2 separate regions of the Mus musculus genome follow, and region 1 is linked to region 2. A link is a contact called in public HiChIP or PLAC-seq data. All regions are on one chromosome and are shown on one strand. The core of a region is the stretch at or near the end of the contact, and the rest is flanking DNA. Distances in the headings are between cores, read along the strand shown. Region 1 has its middle 12 kb from the start of Gm52793. Region 2 holds the start of Mmd2 (monocyte to macrophage differentiation-associated 2).

Region 1 (5,837 bases), core at 1,614-4,113, 230 kb after region 2:
TCACGGCATTGGATGGATGGATGCATGGATGCGTGGATGCATGGACAGATAGATGAATGGTCAGATGAACAGACAGATGGATGGGTGCATGCATGCATGGATACACAGATGCATGGATGGATGGATAGATAGATGGATGGTCAGGCAGACAGAAAGATGCATGGGTACATGGATGGATGGATGGATAGATACATGGATCCATGGACAGATGGATGGATGGATGGATGGATGGATGGATGGATGGATGGTCAGGTAGTCAGATGGAAGGATGCATCCATGCATGGATGGATGGGTGGATGCATGGGTGCATGGATGGACAAACGGATAGATGGATGGTCATACAAAAAGATAGATGCATGGGTACATGGATGGATGATGGATGGATGGATACATCCATGGATGAATGGATACATGGATGCATGGACAGATGGACAGATGGATGAATGGTCAGATGAACAGACAGATGGATGGGTACATGGATACATCGATGGATGGATGGATACACAGATGCATGGATGGATGGATGGATGGATGGATGGATGGATGGAGAGACACATGAATCCATGGACAGATGTATGGATGGTCAGGTAAACAGATGAACGGATGCATGCATGTATGAATGGGGGTGGATGGATGTACAAATGGATAGATGGATAGTCAGAAAAAAAGATAGATGCATGGGTACATGGATGGATGGTGGATGGATAGACAGACAGATAGATGCACGGATGGATAAATGGATGGATGCATGGATGAGTAAGTGGGTTGATGGGTAGATAGGTGAGTGGGTCAGTGGATAGATGGACAGGTTAATGGATAGATGGTTAATTAAGTAGACCGATGGATGGGTAGATGTATGGAATCTGTCATACTATGTCCTGCCTCTCTGCTAGAGCCTGGGCACTGCAGGCATGCTGCTCAGGGGAGGCAGAATGAAGTCCAAAAGGGGTTCACAGTCCATGTCTTCCTTTGCCAGGCCAGAAAGGGAAACAGCAGAGTCTGGAATGAATGCTGTGGCTCCTGGTCTCAGATAGATGAATGGTCAGATGAACAGACAGATGGATGGGTGCATGCATGGATGGATGGATAGATACATGGATCCATGGACAGATGGATGGATGGATGGTCTCCTGGTCTCCTCTCTGGGTACCCAGGCGCCAAAGGTGTAATCTGTGAGTCAGGAATGAGGGTCTGCTGTCTGCACTTCTCCTTGGTGTGTGTGTGTGTGTGTGTGTGTGTGTGTGTGTGTGTGTGTGTGTGTGTGTCTGAGTCCTGGACAGGGAGGGAATGCAGAATCTGGAACAGGCAGAACCAGTTTGATTGGGAGCACTGGGCCAGGGAGTACCTGAGGGGCTGGAGGACAGAAGGCCATCCCTGAGGCGATCCTAAATGCAGCAGCTCTTGCTTGCGCATATGGCTTTATTTGGTGGTGGATGTGAATGCAAACCCTTTATTCAGAGCAAACCTTTCGCAGGAATACCTAGGAAGGGAAGGTCATTGGCTGAAGGCTCGGGGCTATCTGGATACCTCATTAGCATGGAGAAGAACTCCAGATGTTGTGTGCTCTCTGACCCAGAGGCCATGGTCCTCAGTGGGGTGTCATGGTTACAGGTTTCAGAGCAAGTATACAGACAGGTCCACTCCAACTGGTCTCAGATCTCTGAGATTCCTGGGGTCTGAGCTCACCCAGCCTTGCCAGTTCTTATGTCTGTCTGGGAACACAGTTCCACATGCCCGACAGATATTTAGTAGGTAGGGAGACAGATGGGGGAATGAAAGGATAGATGGACAGTGGATAGATGAACGGATTGATAGATGGGTGGTTTGGTGGGTGGACAGATGGATGGATAGATGATGAACGGACATATAGGCAACAGAATGGATAGATAGGCAGACAATGGGGAGGTGTGCTGTCTCCACCTTCGAAAGTGCTAGAATAATAGCCCTGCACTCTGCCTATTTTATACGATACTGTAGATCAACAAGTATCAACCCTTCCCAGTGGCTGGGGCTCGGGGGTGGGGACACATCCTCCCAAAGCTTTGCACTTAGGTTCCAGGAAAAGGCAGAAGTTGGTTCTTACAGTGAGAAGCCAGGCCCTTCCTGCTCCTGATTAAGCCCCAGGGACCATAGCAACCACCAAACAAGACGTGCATTCCCCTAGAAAGTTCAGGGACGGAGTAGAAGCTGCTGTTGTGATCCAAATACCACTTACTGTGTGGTTGCTTCACTTTTTGGCATGGCTAAGAATTCATTTAAGAACAGTGTGGGCCTCATGGGGACTGAGAAAGACCTCACACTGAGGCCCCAAGCCAGAAACTTGCCAGACTCTCAGGGAGATGAATAGGGTTGAGAGACCCTAGTATCCGGTGAGTGTTCTGGTCTCTCCAGCCCATGATGACTGAGAACCAAAAAAGCGTGAGTCCTAGATTCAGAGCTCAGAGTTCAGGGGGCCACATCAGGAGGTCCATGCGGGCCAGAAGAAGGCAGATCTGGCTCTGTGTGGACTGATGGTGAGGTTAAGATGAAGCCTCCCTGTGCCCGGCCTACCAGGGTAAATAGCTTCCTACTAGAGATACTTGGAGCCCTGAAAAACAAGAGCAGCCATGAGCTGGGTGTGTGGTGAAGGGTGGTGCACAGCCTTTAATCCCAGCACTTGGGAGGCAGAGGCAGGTGGATTTCTTGAGTTTCAGGCCAGCCTGGTCTACAGAGTGAGTTCCAGGACAGCCAGGGCTACACAGAGAAACCCTGTCTCAGAAAAGCCAACCAACCAATCAAAACAAAGCCAAGAACAGTCCCTGTGTTACACCCTGCTCCAGGCCAGCCTTAGTCACAATTTCACAAAGAGAACAAACCCCATGACTCATCCAGACCACCTGGAGCCCTGTTAATTCTCCACAGCAGGGAAAGGGATACTTCCCTTCCTCTTTGTTGTCCTGGGCTGTGCGCACGCTGATGGCTGATGGTAGGTCGCTCCTGTCCACAGCAGACAGTTTTACCTGTAGCAGTCTGGGATGATCGCTCTTAGTGCTTAGAAGAGACCTGGGGGGAGAGGGGCCTCAGCGCCCCCCACCATCTTTATGGTTCCTCTGGATTCTGCGGACTTTGGTGACACCTGCTGGCCACTTGCCCTGTCTCTATAGCGACCACAGCAGAGGCTCCCAGCACCTCCATGAAGCTGATATGGGGAAGGGTCACCTAGGTGATTGGTGGCAGACAGGGTGAAGGGTCACAGCTTCTTGGGTCTGTCCCCTGCTGTCTTGATCCTCTATTACAAAAATCAGGAAAGTACAGGGGGGCTCCGTTGATAACCTGCTTACTTAGCACGCACACTTTCTGGATTGGGTCCCCATAAGCCATGCACAGTGCTGCATACCCATAACCCCCCCCCAACTTGGGAAGTAGAGGCAAGAGAATTAGAAATTCCAGGTTTGGCTGGTGAGATGGCTCAGGGGTAAGAGCACTGACTTCTCTTACGAAGGTCCTGAGTTCAATTCCCAGCAAAAACATGGTGGCTCACAACCACCCATAATGGGATCTGACTCCCTCTTCTTGTGCCTTTGGAGTCAGCTACAGTGTACTTATTTGTTTTTTGTTTGTTTATTTTTCGAGACAGGGTTTCTCTGTAGAGCCCTGGCTGTCCTGGAACTCACTCTGTAGACCAGGCTGGCCTCAAACTCAGAAATCCACCTGCCTCTGCCTCCCGAGTGCTGGGATTAAAGGCGTGCGCCACCATGCCCGGCTTACAGTGTACTTATGTATAATAATAAATAAATCTTTGGGCCAGAGCGAGCGGGGTTGATCAGAGAGAGCCAAGGTCCTAGAATTCAATTCCCAACAAGCACATGAAGGCTCACAGCCATATGTACAGCTACAGTGTACTCACATACATTAAATAAATAAATAAATCTTGAAAAACAAACAAAAAACGAAAACCAAAAAGTTTCCTGGTCATCCTTGGCTACATAGATCAAGGCCAGCCTGGGCTACATGAGACCATCCCAGAGAGGCTACCTTCAAAGCAGCAGCTAGCTAGCTATGAACCTGGTCTATCTCCCCTGTGAGTCTTCTGACAGAGAGAAAGGGCACAGAGGCACCGTGTCACTTTGTAGGTTTCAGGGACGAAGCTCACACGGTATCAGGCTTAGTAAAGCTCCTCACCTGCCTCGAGGCCTGCATCCTCTCTGCCTTTTTTTTTTTTAATATAAGATTTATTTATTTATTTATTTATTTATTTATTTATTTATTTAATGTAAGTACACTGTAGCTGTCTTCAGACACTCCAGAAGAGGGCATCAGATCTCAGTACAGATAGTTGTGAGCCACCATATGGATGCTGGGATTTGAACTCAGGACCTTCGGAAGAGCATTCAGTACTCTTAACCGCTGAGCCATCTCTCCAGCCCCTCTCTGCCTGTCTTACGTTCACCTGTGGCCTTTTCACCTGCATCAGGGCCTCAGCTGCCCCACCTACACCGGACAGTGTGAGCTTAAAGGATGTTGATGGTTGGGTAGTGACCATGGGGCCAACCTCTTCTCTTTGTTGGGCCACACCTAGGGATTTGTCTCTCTGTGATTTTGTTCTGGGCCATCAACTCAGAGGCGTGATGTGTAAATGAGTTACAAGTGCAGGTGATGGCCCCCAAAGTCTCAAACTAAGCTGACTTAGCTGACCTTAGAAGAAGCTGCCAACATGGGAAGGAGGGTCCAGGATGAGCTGTCTACTTGCCACTGAATTCTGCACATGTGACAGATCACTCTACCCTCCCCCTTTCCCTAGAAAAGCCCAGGGTGTTAGGAAGCTGGACAGCCCACACATACAGCCTCACTGCGCATGCTCGGGCAAGGCAGTAAACAAGTGGGTTTTACGGGGCCTGCGGCCGCACCCGCTTCCCGCACTGGACCACATCAGGTTAGGGGCTCATGTATAGTGACCGTCACTCCAGAGGGTAGCCTGCACCTGTAATCCCAGCACCAGGGAGGCAGAGCCAGGCGATCTGAGTTCAAGGCCAACCTGGTCTACAGAGCGAGTTCCAGTACAGCCAGGGCTACAGAGAGAAACCCTGTCTCGAAGAAAAAATTTGTTTAAGTTGCATGCATTTACTTCTGTGGGTGTATGTGTATGACTGTCCTTAGGTATTACTGCGCACATGCAAAAGTCAGGGCAACCTGTAGGGGTCGCTGCTCTCTCCACCGAGTCACCTTGTAGGTTTCAGGGACGAAGCTCACATGGTATCAGGCTTGGTAAAGCTCCTCGCCTGCCTAGCCACCTTGCAGCACAGTCATCTCTCCTTTTTGTCACTGAGACGGAGTCCCACAGTATGGCTGGGATAACCTTGAATTTGTCATAATCTGGCCTTGGCCTCCTCCCAAACTGTGGGACGAGGGATGTGTCTACCTGTCCACCAAGTGGGCTTTCCCCTCTGTTTCTTTCTCTTTTTGTCCCTCTGTTAATCTGTTCAGTTGGGTTGTGTTGGGAACTTAAAAAGGGGGCCTGAGGGGAGTGGGGGAAGGGAAAGACCCACACCCCGCCAGAGTTCCACCTATTCTCTGGTCCGTCAGGCGTGGGAGGGCTGCTACCTACCCTTTCTACTCATATCTGGGTGGGCATTCCTCTATTCCACTCTTCAGGGGGTGGCCAAGGGGCAACCCTACCTGGGGCCAGAGTTCCAGGAGCATGAGGGAACGCCTACCTTGTCATGAAGGTGAATTATCACCACCAGGGTTCAGACCTCAGCTCAACTGGAGACCAGCCTGCAATTCCCCACAGGGTTGTGTCCTTTGGAAGGTGCTGAGCATAGAACTTAACAGTCTTGTCTAAGTGAAGAAACGTTTTA
Region 2 (6,084 bases), core at 2,387-4,886:
CAGAGATGAGAACAAGGCCCACTGGTGCCTTGCCGGTGATAGCGTGGATTTGCCTTTTTATTATTTCATTCTACAGGCTCACAACGGAGCCCAGGCTAGCCTTAAGCTCACAGCTCTCCTCCCTCATCCTCTTGAATCTGCAAACAATTATTACAAACAAGGACAACGCAGGTCAAGATGGCTTATTGGCTAGATGGGTTCTTCTTATGTTTGTTTGTGTGAGAGGAAGGGGAGGGGTACGCTTACCACACAATGCATGTACAGAGGTCAGAGAGCAACTTGAAAGAAATCAATTCTCTCTTTCCATCATGTATAACCTTTGGGTCAAACTCAGGAGAAAGAGGGCTGCTCAAGCTCCTGGCTCAGTGCCTTCCCTGCCGTGAATCAGTGTCCTTACAAGCTACGGCTGGGGTGGATTCCCAAAGGCCTTTCCTGTGCCTAACAAGCATGCATGCGTGCATGCGTGCATGCGTGCATGCGTGCGTGCATGCATGCGTGCATGCGTGCATGTATCTGTAGCTCAGTAAGCTTGGCGCTTAAGGCTTAAAGGAGAAGAAGCCAAAGAAGTTCGAAGTGTGAGTGCCACACCTAGTTACAGGTTTGAGTCTGCTAATGACTATTAAGGTAAATGGAGACCAGCAGCCCCCAGTCCTCATGTCTGAACTGAGCCAACATGAAGCTATAATGCTGCAGAAGGAGCCTTAGTCATGTGGTCCCATGATATAGACTCGTATAAACATCTCCAAAGAAGCCCATGTCCCAGGAATGAAACTCAAAGCTGATTCTGTCTCAGGGAGAAGATTTTATTGGTCACAGTAAGAGCAAATGTGCTGACCACAGGATGTGGTAGTGCAAGTCTTTTGTCCCAGCACTTGGGAGACAGAAGCAGGCAGATCTCTGTAAGTCCCACGCCAACCTGGTCTCCATAGCAAGACCTTGTCTCAAAACCAAAACAAAGTCTGAGAACTGAGCTTCAGGGTTCATCCAACTGGGAAACTAATTAAAAGTCGCATATCAAACAAAAGGCAGGTTTTATCATCTGTACAGACCAGAAAACTGAAAAATCACCAAAGAAATGAAGCCCGGTCTGTGTCTGCTAGCAATCACTTAGGACTTCAAAGCCGGGACCATCAAGATGGCTCAGTGGGCAAAGGTATTTGTTGCCAACCCTGACAATCTGAGTTTAATCCCTGTCACCCACATGGTGGAAAGAGAGAGCAGAGACCCTCATGTTGTTCCATGACCTCCACACGGATGCCTTGGCACCCCCCCCCCGCCCACACGTAAAAATATAATAAAGCATTATAATAAATCAAAAGATATAATAAAGCATTATAATAAATCAAAAGAACCCAAAGTTTCTTCTCCCAGCGTCTCGCTATCAAAACAAGGAGGGGGGAGAGAGAGAAAGGGGGAAAGAAGGGAGAAATGAAAGAGGGGGAAAGATAACATTGGTAGGACGAAGAAACACTCAATGTTCCTTCCCCAACCTTATCTAAGTTTGTCCATTATCTTCGTGTGGGGGGGTATATATGCATGTTCATGGAAGGCAGTATATACACATATATGGATATGTGTGTGTGCATGTGTATATAAGGAGGTCAGAGGGTCAGTTGTTCCTTGGGGGATACCAACCTTGTTTTTGAGGCAGGGGCATCTCACTGGGACCCAAGGCCTAAGTACTTGAGGCTGGATGACCAGCAAGCTCCGGGCATTGCTTGTCTCCTCCTCCAGGGCACTAGGATCACAAGGATGCCACCACATCTGGCTTTCTATCTTGAGCATTGGGGTTCAAATTCAGGCTCTCATTATTGAGTGGTAAACACCCTACCAGCTGGGCTCTTTTTCCAGCCCTATATCTGCTTTCCGTTGCCGGAACAGAACACCCGAGACATGCTAGCTGAAAGAATTAGAAGTTTGTGGGCCGGGGAAGTAGCTCAGTAGACTCGTCTACCATGCACAAGGCACTGGGTTCAGTCCCCAGCATTGCATCCATAAACCTAACCCAGCACTTAGATCGGGAATTTGAGACCATCCCCAGCTGTGAGTTAGGGACCAGCTTAGGATCCACAGAACAGAGGCTCTGGAGACTGGAACATCCAAGTCTATTGCTGGCTTCAGTTCTGGGGCAGTAAATCTGCAAGTGTGCAGAGAAATGGTGAGCCTGGAGGCTCACCATTTACTCAAGTGAAACAGTTCTATCTCCTACGACCGGGTCTTTTCTCAAAGGCCTATCTCTCCATCCGCCACAGAGGCAATCACATCTCCATGAGCAGCCAGGCATACCAGCCCACACTTGTAATCCCAGCCTTCAGGAGGCTGAGGCCAAAGGACTGCTGTCCGTGTAAGGCTGACCTGGGCCACATAGTGTGTTTCAGAGAAGCCTGGGCTACTAGGCTATAGAATGAGACATTTTTTAAAAATAAAATTAAAAAAAGGACTAGGAAAGGCATGACAAGATGGCTCAGCAAGTCACGGAGTTTGCCACAAAAGCCTGGAGACCAGGGTTCAATCTCTGGAATTCATAGATAGTGGGAAGGAAAGATTCAACTCCACAACATTGTCTGACCTCCATATATGTGTGGGGTACACAACCCCACATGCAATAAAAATAATAGTAATAATAATGATACTCGTTCAAGACAACCAAATCAAATCAAAATGCACACCAGATAATGAAAACTTCGTATTAAAAAAACACAATGCAAAATAACTCACAACTAACGTGTTCAGATGGGAATCAGGTATACAAAATGTTAACTAAAATATACTCTTGTGAGTCCCAGCCCTAATTTCAGCATCCAGGGGGGCTAAGGCTGAAGAATTAAGTTCAAGACAAGCCTGGGCTACATAGTGAGATCAAGGCCAGCCTAGGGTATGTAGCAAGACTGTCTCGAAAACAGGAAAAGAAGGACCAGTGTTCCCGAGCTAGACAGAGCTCTGTGAGGTCAAAGGACAGCTTGGTCTACAAAGGAGGGTCCAAGCCAGCCAGGACTACTATAGTGAGACCTGACTCAAAAAATAAATAAATAAAATAAAAGAAAGAAAAGAAAAGAAATCTGGGTTCAGGGAGGACCCCAGAGAGCTCCACAGGGATGGAGCAGTTCCCCCACCCTTAGATTTGCTTTCTAAGGATCATCTCATATAATCCTCCGTGGTTCCGAATGGTGGAGACTCTCAGAGTTCACCGGGTCGCAAATGTGGAAACTGAGCTTTGGACCGAAGAAGCACCTCGCCCAGGGGAAAAAGGAAACTCGGAGAATCCGCTGCGCTGAGCGCAAAAGCGGGGTGACAATTACCACTCCGTTATGAAGAAGCTGGGTTGTTCTAGCCCCAGGCAACGGGGTCTGTGCATCGAGCCCAGTTCTCCAGACAGTGGGGAAAGGAAAGAAGGATCTTGGTGTCCTGGCCCCTGTCTATCACCCCCTGACCCGCTACTCACCTTGCATATTTGGTTTTCTGGAAATCCAGCAGCCTGGCCAGAGTGAACATCGCCGCGGTTCCATCAGCGCCCAGACCAGGGCTGGGACGCGGGAACACCAGGAGCCGCTTCGGGAGGCGCAGCAGGTTGGAAAGGTGTCAGATCCTCGGGCTGCTCCAGGGCCTTGAACAGACCCGATCAGTTGCCTCCGGAGCCCCGAGCCCCTGAGCCTGGAGTCTCCCGGATCGCAAATCCCGAGCAGATGGTGGCGGGGGCGGGGCGGGGGCGGGATATGGGGGGGACTTGGGCGCACGCTGCCAATCGCCCGGCTGGGAGGCCCCCTCCCTCCTGCTAGCTTCTCCCCGGGTCCCCTCCACCCCATTGCTGTTCTAGCCAGCAGAAGACAGCTTGGACTAGACTGAACTGCCTCTGTTACGGCTTGCCATCCGGGCAGCACTGCAAAGCCACAGGGGACGCCTGGGGACCGAACTAGGTGGCACCCTCAGTTTACTTATTGCAGGCTCTTAGCCCTGAATCCACCCTACCATCCAGGACTCTGTGTCTCTAGGAACCATCTTGCTCCACCCCCTCCCATTCCACCTTCGCCGCTGCTCCCCTCCCCCCTGCCCCCTGCCCCAATCCCCATTCACATCCACATCCCAGTACCAAGATGGGGACATTCCATCATGTTCAGAATCTACAGCCCCAAGTCTATCCTCATGTCTTCAAACTCCAGTTTTCTTTTTATTATTACTTTATTGCATTTTAATATTTTAAAGCATTTATTTTTAATTTATGTGTGTATATGTGCGCAGGGTGGGGGTGGGGCTATGTGCATATGTGAGTGCAAGTGTGTGGAGATAAGAAGTCTGGGATCCCCAGGAGCGGGAGTTAGGGGCAGTTGTGAGGCAACCGAAGCGGGTGTTGGGATTCGAACTCCAATCCTCTGTATGCACAGGAAGCACTCAACCGCTGAGCAAGCTCTCCAGCCGCCTGCAGTTACGTATTTATCATGCGTGTAGAGGGCAGAAGGCAACTTGCAGGAGTTAGCTTTGTTCCTACACCATGGACAACTTAGGGACAAAACTCAGGTCTTCCGGCTTGAAGACAAGCATCTTTACCTGTTGAGCTGGCTCACCAGCCACCAGATTCAGCTTTCTGCTTTAGGGGGGGGCGTGACATCTTTGGAGGACGTGGGAACCCAATCTGTCTCTGAACATTTTGAACACCCCTTGAGGGAGCTGCAGGGGCAAGATGGTCTTTGGTGTTCATGACAGCTACTATTGTTGACTTTCCACTTGGCAGGATCTAGAATCACCAAAGATACAACCTCTGGGCATGTCTGTGAGGGATCTTATTGGTTGGGTAAGGGAAGGAAGGCCACCCCTAAATGTGAGCTGGACCTTGATCCTGGGCTGGGGGCTGGCCTTGAATAAAAGAAATATTGTGAACTTAATGCCAGAGTTCCTGTCTCCTAGATTCTTTTTGTTGTTGGTGGTGGCGGTTTTGTTTTTAGAGATAGGGTTTCTCTGGGTCGCCCTGGCTACCACTCTGTAGACCAGGCTGCCCTTGAACTCAGAGATCCACTTACCTCTGCCTCAATGCTGGGATTAAAGGTGTGCATCACCCCGGCCCAGCATCTCTCTGCTTCTTGACCATGTATGCAAGGTGACCAGATGGGTCCCCAAATTGACGACAAGTCCTCTCCTCCTCCACCATGGCTTCCCCCTTCCTAAGTCCATAGCCCCCTGATCGTCTCAATTTGCTTATTTTTACCCAGTGCTACAGGTTGAATTCAGGCTCCAGCACATGCTAGATGGACACTCCATGATTAGATTACATCTCTGGTCCCCTTTCACTTTTTTTTTTTTTTTTTTCAGATAGCCAGGCAAACTTACTCAAGCTGGCCTTGAACCCACTCTGTAGCCCAGGCTGACAGTGAACTTGTGATCCTCCTATCTTCGGCCTCCCAAGTGGCTGGGAACAAGGCCTCCTAAGTGGCCTTGCTCTAGTTCTTGTTTGGAATGCTGAGAAAAGAACACCCACACCTTCTGGGTCAAGGGAGCAGAAAGAAGAAGCAGACTGACAGAAGACTGCCTGGTCCACCTCTGCCTTCCTCTGCTGGGCCGGGCGTGGGCAAAGCCAGAGGGCTACAGGGAGATGGTGCAGAGCGAGGAGATCATGGCAGGAGTGGCAGTACCTGGGGGAGGGGTGGGGAGGATGAAGATGCTGAAGGAAGAGGCAAAAAGGAGGACCCTGGGTGCTTACATGTAAGACTGACCAGCCTCAGTTGCTGGCTTAGAAATTCAAGACATCTAACATGCTCATCCCACCACATGGGATACAAAGAAAGCCAGGACAATTTAGCAAGATCTTATCTCAATGAAGAAATCAAAAGAGAGCAGGGCATATTACTCCCAGTAGATCACTGCCTAGAATCCCCTAGTGAGGGGCTGGGACCGTGGCTCAGTGGTAGAGCCCCTCCCTAGAATCCCCCAGTGAGGGGCTGGGGTGTGGCTCAGTAGTAGAGCCCCTGCCTAGAATCCCCCAGTGAGGGGCTGGGGGTGTGGCTCAGTGGTAGAGCCCCTGCCTAGAATCCCCCAGTGAGAGGCTAGGGTGTGGCTTACCAGTAGAAAGTCTACTTAGCGTGTGTGAGCCCCTGA

Evidence for each region. HiChIP or PLAC-seq counts read pairs in DNA pulled down with a chosen protein or histone mark.
Region 1: an H3K4me3 HiChIP or PLAC-seq map of stem cell-derived neural progenitor cells shows a contact between it and region 2, with 18 read pairs. The contact joins the enhancer-like site here to the promoter of Mmd2 in region 2. A contact is called at or near these places in 6 of 39 promoter capture datasets (the C10 cell line, HPC-7-derived erythroid cells, cranial neural crest and 3 more), 3 of 484 Hi-C or Micro-C datasets (B cells, embryonic stem cells and nephron progenitors) and 1 of 115 datasets of contacts at active chromatin or transcription factors (stem cell-derived neural progenitor cells).

Annotation. Positions count from the first base shown.
Region 1 is chr5:142,839,423-142,845,259 of GRCm38.p6, forward strand. No RefSeq gene overlaps it. Among named protein-coding and RNA genes, the nearest start is that of Gm52793, 12 kb to the right of the region's middle. Within about 2 kb of position 2,864, at least 85 of the 459 cell types and tissues checked have an H3K27ac peak or open chromatin away from gene starts, as enhancers often do. A contact at or near this core is called in stem cell-derived neural progenitor cells, where this site is marked.
Region 2 is chr5:142,605,116-142,611,199 of GRCm38.p6, forward strand. It overlaps Mmd2 (monocyte to macrophage differentiation-associated 2), which reads right to left and starts at 3,637. Exons shown (of 7, transcript NM_175217.6): 1 at 3,443-3,637. The coding sequence starts at 3,492.